Regions from separate parts of the Cyclopterus lumpus genome. Here region 1 is linked to region 2. The links are chromatin contacts, called in public Hi-C maps. All regions are on one chromosome and are shown on one strand. Each heading gives the region's core, a stretch centred on a gene start, on an enhancer-like site or on the middle of the called end of the contact. The rest is flanking DNA. Distances are from core to core; before and after follow the strand shown.

Region 1 (3,064 bases), core at 177-2,676, 310 kb before region 2:
TGCAGCCCCAAGCAGGGGGCATTTGAGTGCGAGGATAGGGTTTGGAATAAAACCAACACCTTCTTGAATAAAGATGGACAAAAGGCTTCTGATATGGTGAGGGCAGGAAAGACTGGCAGTCTGTGAGCTCTGCCATTGCGTAAGACCAAGTCGGCGTAGGCGAAAGAGCGACCTACTGGTACAAGAAGCAAATAAAGCAACAATGAAAGCAACTAAAATGTGTAAATAAACACAGACATCTATACGTGCATACATACAAACAAACGTACTGTACAAATACAGTTCAGTTCCATTCTTGAGGTGCATAAATACTGAGACTTAGGAGGTGCTCTGGGCAAATCTGAGGAGATTTCCACCTTCAAAGAGAGACATCTGCTAGTGTTACAAACTGGCAGCGTGGTGGAGATGTACTGGGGAGCCAGAACAAGTCCATTGTGAACCAGAAGTAGGATTCTGAAAGCAACAGGTGACCAAAAAAGGTTTCGGAGTAATTAGAAGAAGTCAGAAGATACCTGGTTACAGATACCATGAACACAGTTGCGGGAATCCAACCTGATCATGTCAAATGTGTGCATGAGTCTGTTTTTCTGAGAGAGCTTCTGATTCTGAACATGTTTCTGGCTCCTTTACATGTTGGGTCATCTGAAACGACTGCAATAGATCAATAAAACAGCCCATGTTGTACTTGGCACAGAATGATGACAACCAGGTGTGAATATTCAGCAGTCTGATAAAGCTTGAAGACACAGGAGGGGGACCGGAGATGAAGACCTGCCCGGCGTGACATGTACAAACTCAGCATGGTATCAAAGATGGCAGAGTTCATAGATTAAGTCTTCAAGGCCTGTGCGGTTGCCGTGTTGATGTAACTGTGCACCGAGGAGTCCTCCTTCTGCAGCTCAGCACCTAACTTCCTGTCAAGACGGAAGTTTATTTTGAAAGGGCACTTTGCATGTAAAGGGCATCTATTACCACGCTTTTTTTGTCTAACATAAACCGTAAAGCTCAGATTTAAAGATACATAAATGAAAGGATAACTTGTCTTTGACATGATTAATTTCCTGACAAATGAATGAGCTCCTCTATAAACCCCTTTCCACTAAAGTTCTAAAAGTGAGTCAGTTCTAACCCATAGATATCTATTTTTTCACAAACCGGTCACTTATGTCCCTTTAACAGTGTTCTCCGTGACCTTTATACAAATAGTGTCCATTCATGTTGAGCCAGTCAACATCACATACTTGTGTTGCAGCTCCATTGAATGATTCGTTGTTACTGAAATGGTTTCTTCTCCTTCAGATTCAGCTTTTATTTTGTCAAGTGTATCGTTTCTAATATATGACGCGTGCCTTAGCCCCGCCCTGGCTGTTGCCTGATTGGGCTTACCAAACCGTTCCTGTCCTCCGATTGGCTATCGCACACACACACAGTTCCGCAAAGCCAGACTGTGTGTGTTTTGACGTTGTTGTGACGAGCTCCTCGGACCACCACACGAGTCCACAGGCGAGGACCAGGTCCACGTTCTCCAGCTCGGTGCGTAACTGCAGCCGCTTGGCACCAGTGAGCCACTGACACGTGACAGACGCTTCTCTTGCTCCGGCGGCGTCGTTGTTATCACCACACGGTAATGCTAACGCTAGCTGAGTTAGCTGCGGGGTCCCCCATCGAAGTTAATTAACGTTACGCGTTAGCAGGTGGTTGTATCGCGCGCACCCGGCAGTCGTTCCACGTGCTGGCTCGCGCTGGCCCTCCTCGTCGCTTCTGTCGCGAGCCTGCAGAACAGATGTTCAAGACAGCCGAGGCTGAGAGGGGCAGAGGGGATCCTCTCTTAAAGGAGCCCCTCTGCCCTGCTGGCTGCATGAGCGGTGGTCGGGGTGGTAACGTCTCGGGACACGGTCCATTTACCGGGACACGGTCCATTCACCGGGACACGGTCCATTCACCGGGACACGGTCCATCCACCGCGAGTGAACTTGTTATCCCCGAGGCACGTAATGCTACTTATCTGAAGAACAGTCCACTGGAACGAGAGTTGCTTCACCAGGTGGCTCCAGGGCATCAAGACCTGCAGGTGAGGGCATCAAGACCTGCAGGTGAGGGCATCAAGACCTGCAGGTGAGGGCATCAAGACCTGCAGGTGAGGGCATCAAGACCTGCAGGTGAGGGCATCAAGACCTGCAGGTGAGGGCATCAGACCTGCAGGTGAGGGCATCAAGACCTGCAGGTGAGGGCATCAGACCTGCAGGTGAGGGCATCAGACCTGCAGGTGAGGGCATCAGATCTGCCGTCTGACCGGTCACATTAGTCCCCGTGGAGTTCCTGATGGCACGTGGCTGCACGGTCTGACTCTGAAGCTTTGGTTCTGTTGATGTCACCACAACCTGCATTCACCAATGATCCACTCGCCTGTGTTGGGTTCAAGGTGGCAGCAGACGTGTTCCTCCTTCAGCTCATCCATGGCACCCGTAGGTGCTCTCATGATAGCTGTGCACTAGAAGTCCACCAGCATGTCCAGGGTGGACTCAAAGGTCTCCTGTTCACCATTGACCTGCCTGTTATGCTGCAGCAGTCATGACCTGGAGGCATCTTTATCACATGTTGGAACACCTCAATGCTCACCGTATAATGCTGAGGAGCCACCCTTTTTACTTGGAGCTCCCCTCAGTGCCGGGGCTCCTGGCCCTGATCCTAAGGGGGACCTCAGATGCTCTATGTAGGAAGGCTGGTTTCAGTCCCTCCCTGTCTGCAGTCGGGCTCTGAACATCGCGGAGCACCGATAGCGGGCTGACCCCTCACTTAGATACACCAGAGTCCTCATGGTCTTGTTGGAGGGATTGAGTTGTGAGACGGCTTGGTGGGACATTTCAACATCACTCCTAAGAATGAGGTTTTGAGGGGAGTTTCTATTTGTCAACCCTCACTAATAATGTGGACACAATATTAGAAATGCCAAACTGCTGAATGCATATGGATGGTCTGGATTATGACCACAATGTTGATGTGCAGTGTGAGTCTTTATCTTGTCCCCTGAAGCCACTAACGCTCAGTTGGTTCTTCAATATGA
Region 2 (2,766 bases), core at 48-2,547:
GTTTGACAAAATACAACCTGTCGGAGATTACACGGCCTGCCCTGAGCCCGGAGACCGAGCACTAAATCATCTCATTGCAACAACAAGAACACACACATCCCCACGCCGTCCAGCAACATGACGGACAATAATGACATGTATCCTCATTAAAAATAAATAAACAATTTAACTCCAAATAATGCCACTTTATTTGCGTCTAGACAAGGAAGTTTGTATCGAAGTGAGAACTCACCGCTGTTCCTTCTCTCTGACTTTGTCTCTCAAAATGCACTCCTCCCCACCACCACCACCACCACCACCATTCATCTGGTTTCTTCTCCTCCGCGCAGCATCTGTCTTTTCCAGCCCGGCTCTTTTATTACGCCGCTGCCTGCGACCGTCGCTGCCTTCCCCGTCAGCCCGATCAGGATACACGGCCAGATAAATGGGGAAGCCAGGGCTGCGTGAGCCTGGAGCCAGAGTGCACACAGCTAGCGCGGATAGCCCGGGCTAGTGTGAGGCAAATCCCGCATAAGCGTGAAAACAGCCGGTAACATGAATAAGTACACGGCGGTTCTTATAGAGCCGTGGAGGGAGCAGCTCTTGGAAATAACGCTCTCCGGAGTGCAGAGTGGAGTGAGCCTCCTGGAGGGAGTTGTTCTAAGAGGCAGTGGTGGACGTGGACAACTGGAGCGGGTCCTCTGTATTGAGGTGGTATTACTGTGACTGTGGATGGGCTGGTTTCTCCGGAGGCGACGTTGTAAAAACGCAAGCCGAGAAAGACGATGCCTCCACCGGCCAAGAACTGAGGGCTGACCCGGCGTTTGGCTTGGAAATGGGGGTGGGATTTCCCGATCTTTCCTGTCATTGGTTAATATTTTATTCTGTTGACATGTTTTCTTACTGCTAATGCTTCCGACACCTTCTTGCCCCCCTCCTCTCCTAGAATCTGACCGGAGCTGTCAGAACCACGCCTATAGGGGCCCACAATTGGTCCAGAAAGCGTAAAATCAGCAATCAAAGGGGCTTGGTTCATTAGTGTTGGGGATGGAGGCAGGAAGGACATGTGAGATAGTCACAGATCTGCAGTGAACGGGGCCACATCTCTCCAGTCAGTGTGGGATGACTGAAGCAGGGAAACAGCTTATTTCTCTGAGGCACACAGCGCACCGGGCTCTGCCTTCACAGCAGCGCTCCTACTGAGGGACTCGGCGGAGGAGCCAGAGGAAGACACATCAACAGCAACTCGGGGTTATTTCCTCCAGCCCGACAACGCGCCGTGCGCTCCGCAACGCGCCGTCCCGTCCTGCGCCGCTTTACACAAATTAAGTGCTCGCGAAGCGCGGACCTATACTCGGGCTCTGGGTTTGGGGGGGATTACCACTCAAATATCCATTATTTCACTTCGGTTTTTGTGGATGCACCGATGAGAGATCCAGTTTTCACAGGGACTGCAATGGCTTATCACCCTTTCCACGCACACCGGGCGACCGACTTCCCAATGTCCGCCTTTCTAGCGGCCGCGCAGCCTTCCTTCTTCCCGGCGCTCAGCATGCCTCCCGGAGCGCTCACCAAGCCCCTTACGGACCACGGCCTGGCCGGGGCGGCGGAGGCTGGGCTCCACCCGGCCCTGAGCCACCATCAGGCGGCTCATCTCCGCAGCATGAAGAGCCTTGAGCCCGAGGAGGAAGTGGACGACGACCCCAAAGTTATATTGGAAGCCAAGGATCTTTGGGACCAATTTCATAAACTCGGGACGGAGATGGTTATTACCAAGTCCGGAAGGTAAGAATGGATATACCGAGACTACATTATTTCTTATTTTTTAAAACGGCCCTTTATCTTTATTGATGCCATTTATTCACGTTGCTAAATAGTGCGTGTGTGTCAGGCCTTTGCTATTCGCTTTTTATTTCTCCCACGATTATTAACCTGTTAAACAATTAATACAAATATGATAAAAAGCCTTAGACAATAATGCACGAACATGCCATGTTTACCTCGCATTACACACTAAATAACATGTTTTATATTAAGGTTCAGCCCCATAACTGTGTTTTTATTTAGGATTTAAACCGGCTTCATTTTCTTTCTTTTTTCAAAATAAGTAAAATTAATAAAAACGTAAATTAATTTAGAAAATATTTCCAATATATTTAAAGACTGATCACAGTACATTATTCTTCATTATACTTTTCGTCCTGCATTCTGTTCTTCTGGGTTTTATAAACAGGCTGTCACACTTCCAAAAGCAGGGACGTGAAGTGGTGTGGTCATAAATGTACTGCTCAGATGTGTAGCGTGGGGTTTGGACAACACACACATACATATACACACACAGGCAGACAGACAGAGACCCCCTAACACACACACACACACACACACACACACACACACGCGCGCGATGGTTTTGCTGGAGAATAATAATTAGAATATTTCCTCTTGTCGGAGCGGCGTGTAGCTGCGTCCTCGCCGCCTTCAGCGCGTCTCGTGTCAGGTGTGTTGTGGTGGAACCGGCGTGCTCACCTGTGTGTTCCCCCTCTGCAGGAGGATGTTCCCTCCGTTCAAAGTGAGAATAAACGGCCTCGATAAAAAAGCCAAATACATCCTGCTGATGGACATCGTGGCGGCGGACGACTGCCGCTACAAGTTCCACAACTCCCGCTGGATGGTGGCTGGAAAGGCCGACCCGGAGATGCCCAAGAGGATGTATATCCACCCGGACAGCCCGGCCACCGGCGAGCAGTGGATGGCGAAGCCTGTTGCTTTCCATAAACTCAAGCTGAC

What was found. A called contact is a pair of places that touch in the nucleus more often than the background predicts.
Region 1: a Hi-C map of muscle shows a contact between it and region 2, with 5 times the contacts expected there. The contact joins the promoter of bcas3 here to the promoter of tbx2b in region 2. A contact is called at or near these places in 2 of 2 Hi-C or Micro-C datasets (both in muscle).

Annotation. Positions count from the first base shown.
Region 1 is chr25:622,062-625,125 of fCycLum1.pri, reverse strand. It overlaps bcas3 (breast carcinoma-amplified sequence 3), which reads left to right and starts at 1,426. Exons shown (of 24, transcript XM_034528788.1): 1 at 1,426-1,533.
Region 2 is chr25:307,993-310,758 of fCycLum1.pri, reverse strand. tbx2b (T-box transcription factor TBX2b) reads left to right here and starts at 1,297. Exons shown (of 7, transcript XM_034529093.1): 1 at 1,297-1,764; 2 at 2,527-2,766. The coding sequence starts at 1,406.